Regions from separate parts of the Xenopus laevis genome. Here region 1 is linked to region 2. A link is a contact called in public Hi-C data. All regions are on one chromosome and are shown on one strand. The core of a region is the stretch at or near the end of the contact, and the rest is flanking DNA. Distances in the headings are between cores, read along the strand shown. Region 1 has its middle 81 kb from the start of dpf1.L. Region 2 holds the start of zfyve1l.L (zinc finger FYVE domain-containing protein 1).

Region 1 (6,271 bases), core at 1,106-3,605, 94 kb before region 2:
CATGAATTCAAAAACAAAGATAATTTTCTTTCCAATACAAAGCCAGCCTCTGATTAACTTTCCCCAGCAGGCAGCCATGAAATTAATCTTGCTTAAAGGAAAACCCCAAAATGAATATTTAAGCAACAGATTATATCAAATTAAGTGGCATATTAAAGAATCTTATTAAACTGGAATATATATATTTAAGTAAATATTATCCTTTTTACATCTTTTGCCTTAAACCACCATTTTGTGATGTCTCAGAGATCACCTGACCAGAAATACTCGAGCTCTAACTGTAACAGGAAGAAGTGTTGAAGCAAAAGACAGAACTCTGTCTATTAATTGGTTCATGTGACCTAACGTGTATAGTTTGTTTGTGTGCACAGTGAATCCTAAGATCCCAGGGGGCCTTATTTTTTAAAATGGCAATTTTCTATTTATGATGGCTCAGACTACTAAAAAAGTATATTATTATTAGACCTACATTGTTCGGGGGGTATAGTTTTCCTTTAATCCCTGCCTTACAACAGCCAGGGTCTTTATACAAAACCATTCATTTACCATTCCTCCAGCACTCTACAAGTTGCAACATTTTTTATATTATATCATATTTTTTATATTATATCATAATATAAATTATTATAAGAGGGAGGGTGGGGATCCTATGCAGGGGCAAAGAGGCAGGCGACTACACATCTGTGCTGATATTTTGCATCTTATAACCAGGTCTCCTTTAGCATTGTGATGTAAAGTGGTTTGTACTTCATTTAAACCATATATTTGGATATTTATATAAAAAAAATTATATATATATATATATATATATATATATATATATATATATATATATATAATTTTTTTTCTTTTAAACTTTAGGTATGAACAGCTTTAGTTTGTCCAATAATTATTTCTTGTTACAACTGGTGAACCCCAAATAAGGGTTAATGTGTTCCCTGGTGTAGAACATCTCATCTGAGAGATCAGTAGCTCAGAGTTCCCGAGGGAACAGTCTAATTCTTGTCTTTGTATTTGAAAATATCGTTATATTTGAAATTGCAATAGGTTTAGGTCACTGCACAGGGCATAAAGGAAATGACAGTTTCTGCAGTAATCCTAATATAAAATATATTAAAAGGGAGTCTGAAAATCAGATTTTAAGCGTTGTCGGAAGTAACTTTGACACGTCCCTTCTGTGCTTAAGGCAACACAGAGATGCAGTACAGGGTGGAGCATGTGCCCTGTATTAAGTGATTAGCAGGTAAGTGGCATCACCTAACATGATGGGTTCAACTTCAGCCCTAATATTAAAATACAACATGTTGTAGTTCAGGCAGAAAACCATATATGTGCAGACCGTTCCCATTTGAGAATCTACAACCATTCCAGCTTATTCTCCAAAAATAAATTCAAAGTTACCCTGGACCACTGACATTTCTCTACCTTCCTTTTTAATGGAGAAGGAAAGACTAAAACTAAGTAAGCTTTATTACAAAGGTCTATATAAATATACCAGTAAACCCTCAAAGCAATGCTGCTCTGAGTCCTCTGTCAAAAGAAACACAGCATTTCTTTTCTTCTATTGTGTATACATGGGCTTCTGTATCAGACTCTCTTCGTTCATCTTAAACCTCCAGGGCTAGGGCTTGAGCATGCTCAGTTTGCTCCCCCTCTCCTCCCTGCTGCAATTGGAGCCCAGAGCTATGAGTGAGCAGCTAGAGACTCGGGAAGGAAGTGATGTTACACCAAGCTAATATGGCAGCTGCTATCCTAAACAGAGAGAGCTTCAAGAGCTGTTTACTCGGGTATGGTAAAACATTCTGCAGAATAAATATAGTGTTATAGCTTGCACTATTGTGGCTAATCTATTGGCAATAAACTGCTTCTGTAGCTTTCCTTTAAAGGGAGAAAGAGAATGGCATCTGTTTGCTTGAGGTCAAAGATGTATTTTAACTGGACAGAATCCCAGATACATTATTCATCACACAGTGGGGATGCTGTAACTATGGAGTACAGTGCTAGGGTTAAGCTGTCTCCCAGTGAAAGCCTCTTCTACTCATTGTGAAACATTACTGGGTCTGGAGGAACTTAAGGAATTATGTTACTTAGTGATTTTGATCACTGTTAATGTTAGCTTTGTGATCTTCCCAAAAGTCCTTTCACTACCCCTTAACTCTAAATAATTAGCACTGCATGAGAGACATTATAGAGATGTACGTTATTTCCCTTTGTGCAGCATGATAGTTTCCTCCCTTAGGTCATGTTGATGATGGTTCACGTTATGATTGCTAATTAGTTTCCTGCCTACAGAGGAGATCTCATTAGGTAATTCTCCCTATGGGACTAAGGGAAAGGGTTTTCTGGTATGACTTCTCTGAGCCAAGTTGGAAGAAATAAATACATTTACCTACACTCCTTGATAAATTAGCCCCTTATAGTGTGTGGAATTACAAGCTATTGGAGTCTGTAAGTAACAGATGGCCATGGGTATTGATACAGGCTGCTGCTGTAAAAGCTCACAGAGAACTCATGACGTTAAAACACTGTTAATAGCCTGTCAACGCTTTCAATAGAAAAGTATGAGACAGCTGTAAAATCTAACGGAGACAGGAAGAGAAATGTGCAGGGTGGCATCTGTTTGGACATGGCACCTGCAGAATCATTTAACCAGATTTAACCATAAAGGTGCTGAGCCAAAAGCATTATATTAACAACCATACATTTCTAATATCACACAGAGGGAAAAAAATAACTGAAAATTGCAAAAGTGCTCACATATACTGGGATCTGCTTGAAGATGGCTCCTTGAGAGTATTATGAGAGTCAGAATGCCACGTGGCCTTAAAGGGATCCTGTCATCGGAAAACATGTTTTTTTTTTTAAAAACGCATCAGTTAATAGTGCTACTCCAGCAGAATTCTGCACTGAAATCCGTTTCTCAAAAGACTAAACAGATTTTTTTATATTCAATTTTGAAATCTGACATGGGGTTAGACATTTTGTCAATTTCCCAGCTGCCCCCAGTCATGTGACTTGTGCCTGCACTTTAGGAGAGAAATGCTTTCTGGCAGGCTGCTGTTTTTCCTTCTCAATGTAACTGAATGTGTCTCAGTGGGACATGGGTTTTTACTATTAAGGGCTAGTCCACACGGGGAGATAGCGACGCGTTTGCGGTCGCGGCGACAAAGCGCCGCGACCGGCGCAGGCGACAGTTTTGTATGGGCGCCTATGTAAAAACGCCTGTGCTAACCACACGAGGCGATGCGCTTTTCAACAGTCGCCTGAAAAAGCCTGGCGAGGCATTTTCAGGCGACTGTTGAAAAGCGCATCGCCTCGTGTGGTTAGCACAGGCGTTTTTACATAGGCGCCCATACAAAACTGTCGCCTGCGCCGGTCGCGGCGACTGTCGCGGCGCTTTGTCGCCGCGACCGCAAACGCGTCGCTATCTCCCCGTGTGGAATAGCCCTAAGTGCTGTTCTTAGATCTACCAGGCAGCTGTTATCTTGTGTTATGGAGCTGCTATCTGGTTACCTTCCCATTGTTCTTTTGTTTGGCTGCTGGGGGGAAAAGGGAGGGGGGTGATATCACTCCAACTTGCAGTAAAGAGTGATTGAAGTTTATCAGAGCACCAGTCACATGACTTGGGGCAGCTGGGAAATTGACACAATGTCTAGCCCCATGTCAGATTTCAAAATTGAATATAAAAAAATCTGTTTGCTCTTTTGAGAAATGGATTTCAGTGCAGAATTCTGCTGGAGCAGCACTATTAACTGATTCATTTTGAGAAAATTTTTTTTTCCCCATGACAGTATCCCTTTAAAGAGATACTGACACCAGAAATTAAACTCTTTTTTACATCTATCATAATATTGCCTTTGAAATATAACTTTGCTATAAAGTATTTGCACAATGCTTTTACATCACGTGTCTGATGCCCCATGTTCCTGTATGAGGGGGCTGCCATATTTGTACAGCTGGAGTCCATTAGCATTAGAAATTTATATATATATATATGTGTGTGTGTCAGAGAAGTGACAAAAGTATCATTGCATCAGTCTTAATATTTAAGATCTCTGGTCCTGGATCAGTTTGGATGACTGCCAGTCTGTGTCAGCTTCACTCTGAGGTTTATGTGTGCAGCACTGGTTGCATGACAAGGTTTGTGGCAGTTCCAAGGTTCATGACTGTTTGTTCCTGTTAGCCTTGAAATGCACAGCCATTCACTAATACAGGGTTTTTATGCATGGCTGTTGATCTAGGACCAATACAGTCATGATTACTGTTTATACCAGTTTCAGTATGTGCATCTTTCAACTGTGCTAGCTTCAGTATGCTGTATAGTACAAACATGCATGTGTCAAGCCCATTCTGAAAAAGGCTTCACTGGACCCATCCTGTTGTCTAACTACTGCCCTGTCTCTCTCTTACCGCTAGCCTCTAAACATCTAGAACGTCTTCTTCCATATTACTAACTTTCTCTGCACCAATAATCTGCTCGACCCTATGCAGTCTGGCTTTCAACCTGCACACTCCACTGAGACCGCCTTATGTAGAGTTGCAAATGATCTCCAGACTGCTAAGGCCAAAGGGCATTACTCAATTCTCATTCTCCTGGATTTATCTTCTGCTTTTCATACTGTTAACCATTCTGTTCTAATGCAAGTTCTCCATTCAATTGGTATCTGTGATCAAGCTGCAGCCTGGTTCTATTCCTACCTTTCTGACTGCTCCTTCTCTGTACCTTTTGCAAATAAATCCTCTCCCCTGTCCATCTTAATGTGGGGGTGCCTCAGGGTTCTGTGCTTGGTCCTCTGTTGTTCTCCTTGTACACTCTCTCCCTTTAGGAGACCTTATATGTTCATTTGGCCTTAAATATCAGCTGTATGCCGATGACATTCAGATATACTTAGACACTCCCTCACTAACCTCTGACGTTCAAACAAAGATAGCAGACTGCCTAGTAGCTATCTCTAACTGGATGAACCAACGCCACCTCAAGCTCCACTTGACCAAGACTGAGCTCATGGTCTTTCCACCCAAACCGAGCTCTTCTCTTCCTTTCACCATTAATATTGATGGCATGACTATTAACCCAGTTAACTCAGCACGCTGCTTGGGGTCATCTTTGACTAGTCCCTCTCCTTCTCTAATCATATTAATAATACTGCCAAAACCTGTTGTTTCTTCCTCCACAATATAGCCAAGATACGCCTGTTTCTTTCACAAACAACAGCTAATCCATGCCCTTATATTATCCCATTTAGACTATTGCAATCTCCTCCTCACTGGTCTTCCTGACTCCCATCTCTCTTCCCTCCAATCTTAAACTCTGCTACCAGGATCCTTATGCTCTCTCCTAAAAGGGAACCTGCTCAACCCATACTAAATCCCTAGCATGGCTGCCTGTTAAGCAAAGGATAGTGTATAAAAACCCTTCTACTAACGTTCAAAGCCCTTTCACAGTTTCATCACCAATTTGTGCCTTTATGTTAGCCTGAGCCTCCTATCCACATAGATTGTGTGGGACCTCTTCCACTGTGTCTCTTACCACATAGCACTTAAGCTCTTTGTTCTGATATGAGCTCTGTGTATATTCATTGTGTGATTTGTCTTCCCCATGTATACTTTTATAATCTACAGTCTGGTCATTTCCCAATGGGACCAGACTGTAAATTATATCCTTATAAACGGCGCGTTCTGACGCCAGAACGCGCCGTTTATAAACTTAAAGGGACAGCACTCGCAGCTGCTGCCATCGCCTCTACCCGATCTTCCCACCACTATAGCTTTCGGCTCTGCATTTGCTTACCTCCCACAACGCGCTCCACCCCCTCCCTTCGGCTTCTCTTTCCTTCATAGCAGATCTCACTCCAGTAAAAAATCTGCAGCTGCCTCACTAGCGTTTATCTTCTCCATTTTCACTCCCCCTCGCATCAACTATCTGAAGTCTCGCTCCCCCTCCCTCACCCTTCCAAAGTCTCGCTCCACCTCCCGTCCACTCTCTGAAGACTCGCTCCGCCTCCTTCCCTTGCCTTCACCCGTCTGTGATGCAGTGAAAGAAAATGTCACACAGTGCGGGAGCTAGCCTTCAGAGTGGATGGGAGGCGGAGCGAGACTTAGATAATGTAAAGGGAGGGTGAGAGAGACTCCAGGTAGTGTATACAAAGGGGAGGAGACTTTGGTAATGCAGAGGGGGGGGGCGCAAAAATGGAGAGGAATCCTGTGAAGAAAAAAAGGAAAGAACTACATCCCAGCTGCAACACACATGTGACATGACCATAGCAAGAAG
Region 2 (6,440 bases), core at 2,171-4,670:
CATAAAAACCAGGTATACTGCCAAACAGAACCTCAATGTAGGTTGACAATCCACATAGGGGCTACCAAATGCCAAATCACAGCACTTATTTGGCACCCCAATAATATTTTTCATGGTAGTGTTGCTCCCCAACTACAAAGAAGGTGCCATAGTTAGGCATCATTTCACGAACTGAGCAGGAAATAATTCTGCTCTAACTGTAACAGTAGGTTGTGTGGAAATAAAAGACTGAATAAAAGTTCTGTCCATTCACTGGTTGATAAAACCTAATATGTGTGCATGTCCTTGGTTTGTGTGTGAGCACAGTGCCTAATATTATCCAAAGTGATGAATTTAGCAAATGGCATTGTTTCAATATGGTATAATCCTGTGACATAAACTATATATTTTCTTATATTTTTTAATGATAAGGCTTTAATTATATGACAAAACAGTGTTTTACATGTAAGCTGTTTAGGTGATTTATTCAAACTTAACTAAAATGTTGGCTATTTAGTTCAACTGCACATGCGTTTGCCCCAAGAAATTGGGGCTCACTGGTATAACCCCGGGTCGGTGCAGTTTTCTACTGATAGGAGCACCGGCCCTGGGTTTCAGGTAAGCCAATGGAGAGCTGTTGAATAAAAAGCTATATAAATAAAAATTGCAATTGCAAATGCTCTGCAAATATTTTCTACATCATACTAAGAGTTAACAACCCCTTTAAAAGGGAGAAAGGCATATGTTCATTTCCAGTGGCCTAACTATAGAGGAAGCAGACTCTGCGGCTGCAGGGGGGCCAGGAAGTATAGGGGCCCCATGAGGCCCTAATTCATATACAATTTTGATAAACTCAGGTAAAACAGGACAGCCTCTAGACATTTTGGGGACCTTAAGAATAATTTGCTGTGGTGCCCAGTAATATCTAGTTATGCCACTGTTCATTTAATATAACATTGGCAAAAAGCCATTTTTTAAATAATTAGAATATTACATCTCAGTATGTTCTCTAAACAATTTTGGACAATACAAAACTACAAATCATTTTCAGTAAAAGAAAGATTCAAAAGTTTTTATATTAAAGTCTCTATAGGCCAAATTAATTATTTTATATCTTACATGTTTCAGAGTGAAAAAGCTTGTTATAGTTATTTATGAATTGAATGTTTTTTCAAACATATGCTAATGCTTCTCTTTTTGAAGTTAGACCATTTCTGTACTCTTTTCTCCCAAAGATTCAGTTTAATAGCGTTTTAATTTTGACTCATTGAGGATTAGACAATCTATTGGCAATAAAAGAAGGCAGATCAGGAGAAGTTAATGGCTTCAATTTATTCTTTGTAAGATCTCTATGGTAAGATTCCCTTCTATTAAAAATGAATTTATTATCATCATTCAGATGATAATTATTTCTAATTGTATCCCAGACAAGGATATCACCAGTTTCATGATTGATAGCATCCCTTAAAGACCTTATGCCTTCCTTCTTCCAGACAGGAATAAAGGCAGGAATATTTGAATTGTATATTTTACTTTTACCCTATAAAGGGATAAACGGTGGGATTTAATCATAGTGTTTACGATTTTTTAACTGGAAACATTTCCCATAAAGTACCATAAAGATTAATAAAAATGTTCAGGCTTTTTGACAACTAGAAGAATGTCATCTGCAAATGCAAGTGAGCTTTATCTCAGAGCAGTTTTGAGGTTTCTGTTACTTTTAGCAGTGTAAAAGAAAAGTCAAAGGTAAATATGCTCAGAAGAGCATGCTGAGCACTTTTACACTCATTTGCTTGGATGTGTGTATAGTTCCCCTTTAACAATCTACTATATGCTATACTCAGATATGTTATTTCAAGGACAATTTAAAGCCAAGTTGTTATCATCTGCTTCCTCATATGGAATATGGCAGTTTTCCATTCGTCACGACTGCAGCCCTATGTCACTAATATTAAACAGTGAATACTATTCATTTGTTTTTACTCATTTATACCCCGGTGTATGTAAAGAAATATTTTATTTTAAGCAACAGTACTGTTTTATTGCAGTTTTGCTAATAGCTACAAGGGGGTTGACATGCACTCAAAAGCCAAGAAAAATGAATAGTCTATCACAGATATATCAGGTCAGGAGATACTGGTTTTGAGGATAGATTCCCCCTCCCATACAACTGCAAAGCAGTAAGCTCCACTCTGAGGCAGTGTCTTGTGGTTCTTTCCAAAACTCAATCTGTTCTCATGGTTCCAGTGTTTCCATTTGATTTATACACAGCTTCACGGCACCCCCTATGGTATTAGAGTCTGGGGCAAAGTCACTAAAGCACGAAGCGGCTAACGCTAGCGCAAAATCGCCATTGTGATGTAATTTCGTTACTTCACTGATTTACTAACGGGCGCTGGCGTAAATTCGCTAGGGAAGTGGACCTACTCTAGCGCTACTTTGCACCCTTTCCCCAGGTGAAGTTGCGCTATGGCGAAGGGACGTAACTACACTAATTCACTAACTTGCGCATTTTACTGAACTTTACGCTCTTGTGCCAGACTTGCCTTCGCCACCTCAGACGAGGTGAAGTGCAATAGAGTAGATAGGGATTGCTGGCGTCTTTTCCTTTTTTAAGGGTGATAAGCTGAAAAAGATTGTAAATTATTTTTGGGGGCACCCTCCTTCCCCCCTACATATCCTAACATATGGCACCTAAGCTATACAGTGGGCACATGTATAGGGCAAAATAACAACTCTATTTTATGAAGCTTTCCCAGGCTTGTGTGGTGTAATGTATTTGCTGCTACATATACGTCCATTGTACTTTAACTTGGCGCCGTATGCAAATTTGGCATTGCTATCGTAACTTTACTTTGCTTGACAAATTAACGCTAGTGCAACTTCGCTACCTTACGCCTCCTTGAGCGCAACTTCGGATTTTAATGAATTAGCGGCGCCCTGGAGAAACTTCGCCTGGCGAAGTGCGGCGAAGGCTGCGCTAGCGCAACTCCGCAGGCTAGTGAATTTGCCTCTAAGAAATAGCCAGGACTGCTTTAAGGGTCCTGGTTAATACTGTCTACATTACCCAATAGCCCCAGTATAAAAACAGTATCTGACACTCTTTTGCCATTCCTGACACTGTAGGTCCATACTAAATGTGAAGTGTTGAAAAGTATCAGAAGAATTGGAGTCTTGAATGGAAGATAGCTGACTGCTTCTACAACACTTCAATTGTATATGTAGTAACCAGCAGTAAAGGGAATTCAATTGCAATGGAATTTACAAATTATTTTAAAATCAATAAAAATTCAAATCCATGTTTATTGCAAAGGGAAAGCTGCTTTACAAAAATGTTGTATTTTAGTTTACTACCCCTCTAAGGGGGTGAGTTTGCTGGAGTTACACAGAAAGGGCACTAGATGTCACTAGTTAGTTTTTCTTTTCATAAACAGCGAAACTGAAAGTACTGAGTATATTTGTTGTGTGGCGGTGGTGGTGTGAGTGTACCCTTGCCATTAGGAGCTGCCTCAAACAATGTCTGCACAACTGCACAGTGACCCCCTTACCTTGGGGAGTCTGCAGAATGGGGAAGAGGAGGGCAGCTTCCTGTTACTGGATGAAGATGAAAATCTTAAGGTAATGGAAGTGGGAGGGAGAAATGGCAACCAGGAAGTGATCTTGGGCAAATACAGAGCTTCAGTTTCCAGTGTGTTTATATGCACCAGTCACACCATATCATCTGTATTTAAATGAGTATGCAATATTTATGTGTAAGCTTCTTTTTAGACTATTAAAATTCACCGTTTTTAGCCTTTCAATGCTCTGTAACTAGTATATGGTTGTACTGACAATAAAAGCTCTCTCTCATTCTCATACAGTGTAAAACGAATAGCCACGTGTTCTCATGAATATGCGGGTTATTGTTTGTGTACATTTTGTGCAGCCTGCAATGGATCATTGCCTCTTAAAGTCACTTTCATATTTTACTATATTTACTTGTCAATCTCTAATGTGGTATCCCTGTGTGTTTTTTATTTTGTTTTGCTCCCTGCTTTCTGTCCCATTTGGGTGTATACTTTATATTCGCTCACAATGCATCTACAGACATGTGAATGCTTTATTTGTATATACACTATAGGGGCAGGCTTATCAAAAATCGAGCTTTAGTTCTTGTTCACGATTCAAGAAAAACGCAGTAAAAAAACACGAGTACGAATATACTCGAGAATATTTTTTGTAACCTCGAATAATTGCCATTTATTAAAGAATAAAACCATCAAAAGTTGCCAGAAAAAACTATTTCTTTATTTTCCCAGTTTATTAAAACATTCCAGATTTTCAGCCATATTGAAAATTAATAAGACAATGAGATTCTCACTGGCAGGCGACTTTTTTTCACGAAAATACAAATATTTAGTTGAGGTTTTTCTTAAATGAGCTGGCATTCAATATAAAAAGTTGCACAAGTTTTGTCTGCGTTTTTTTTCCCTTTTCCTCATTTTTTTTTTCACAAACTCCGCTTTTAATAAATCTGCCCCTACAAAAGTATTATTGTGCACATTAGTATGCTATTACATAAATGAGGAGTGCCAATAGAAGAAATTACTCTTGTTACAGGTATTATCCCCAACGATAACCATGCTATTACAATGGCGAACAGAAGCCAAAGAGCTCCCTTTTTGGCCTGCTTACCTCAGCATGCTTTTCAATACACATCTCTCAGAATCTACTTGCAGCCAATAACTGCTCTGTAAATTGGGCACTACACATAACCATTGTGGAGAGAATTCAAATAAATAAAGTATATGTTGATAAATTAACATGAGAATGCAGAGCTCCCTCATTTATTTGTACCTGTTTATATCTGTTTGATGGTATTTACAATTTTTCACTTAGTGCAGTGTGAAAGTTATCCATTGTGGGTTCAAGTTCTGTAAGCCAAGTGATGGATGGGTTATTACTGCATGTGATTAATAAACAAATTAACAACACATGCAGTAGTGACCTTTAGTTACAGATCTGGTCAAGGCAGTAGGCCTGCCTTGCTGTTGTGCCTTGCATCTTATGCACAAAAGTAGGCTCAACTGGTAAATTGTTGCACTGTACTGTAGATGAGTGCAAGAAGTAACAAAACACACTTTGTATTGCATTCTAATGGGTGGAAAAAAATAGTAAATGAGCACTATGCTGCCTTTTTAAATTGGTATGAGATTCATTATCCGGAAACCCGTTATCCAGAATACTCTGAATTAACGGATTGCTGTCTCCCATAGATTCCATTATAACAAAATAATCCAAATTTTTGAAAATTATTTTCTTTTTCTCTGTAATAATAAAACAGTACCTTGTACTTGATCCCAACTAAGATATAAATAATCCTTATTGGAGTCAAAACCTGCCTATTGGGTTTATTAATGTTTGCATGATTTTCTAGTAGAGTTAAGGTATGAAGATCCAAATTACAGAAAGATCCATTATCCGGAAAACCCCATGACCCGAGCATTCTGGATAACAGGTCCCATACCTGTATACAGTAGTTAGCCATTTAGGTTACTTATTCCTTACAGTATTTCACAACTTCAGTCTCCTCAAAATGTATGTATCTCACCATTCTATCAGGTGCTTCCCCTACTAAATCCCTTTGTTGGCTCAAAATTGCTACTCAATTTAATTTAAAGGACAAGGAGAGGTACCTTCCTTAGGCTAGTGCTATTTTAGGAAAGAATTGTACCACTGTCTTAAATTATTCACAGTTGTCCACTGCTTGGGATTGCACATGCACAGTGGAGTCAATTTTTCCAATATCACACTACTGCGCTATAGACATCCCAGTAAGTAAAATTGTGCTAGACCAAGTAAAACTGCAAAAAGATATGTGAAGACATCCTTAGCAAACTAATGTGTTTACCTTTTTCTTTGTATGTTGTTATATTATACAATGTGCTGCCATTTTGAAACAGTACCACAAAAAATGACCCCGTTAACGTGACATTCCAGCTATTTCTATCTGGTATTTGCACAAATGTGTTCTCTGTTCCCGGTTTTATTGCATTGTGTTTTCTGTTAGTTCTGGTGTGTTCAGCCAAAATGTATTTATTGTTAAAATAAAGCCTCCGCTGTTCTCTGAAGTTCAATGGGGTCTTAGGGCAGTGGCAATATAAATAGAATTGCTATTGAAAGCTGTATTTGCCTTTCCTTTGTTATTCTCTGCGCTGTAGGTTCTTATTACATATTGAAACCATGTTGAATACGTCAGCTCTTCTCTACCCAAGACTCTTTTTACCACAATGACTTGCAAGCTCTTTGATTAACAGACGTGTAAAGAAGTTGCTTTAACGTAGCAATTTAAATAAGCCTAATACTGTGCATGAATTATTTGTTGGCTTGTAGCTCATGAAAAGATAATGGTTATTTTGATGTAATTTCAACCATATACATATATAATGTAACCCTGTTCCTTTTTCTGGTTGAAAAAATGG

The links. Hi-C and Micro-C count contacts between places; a contact is called where the count stands out from the background.
Region 1: a contact with region 2 is called in a Hi-C map of the XL177 cell line, with 5 times the contacts expected there. The contact joins the enhancer-like site here to the promoter of zfyve1l.L in region 2. A contact is called at or near these places in 3 of 4 Hi-C or Micro-C datasets (the XL177 cell line, the XTC cell line and animal cap).

The regions. Positions count from the first base shown.
Region 1 is chr8L:69,135,530-69,141,800 of Xenopus_laevis_v10.1, reverse strand. No RefSeq gene overlaps it. Among protein-coding and RNA genes, the nearest start is that of dpf1.L, 81 kb to the right of the region's middle. Within about 2 kb of position 2,355, at least 1 of the 7 cell types and tissues checked has an H3K27ac peak or open chromatin away from gene starts, as enhancers often do.
Region 2 is chr8L:69,041,975-69,048,414 of Xenopus_laevis_v10.1, reverse strand. zfyve1l.L (zinc finger FYVE domain-containing protein 1) reads left to right here and starts at 3,420. Exons shown (of 11, transcript XM_018230213.2): 1 at 3,420-3,597. The coding sequence starts at 3,496.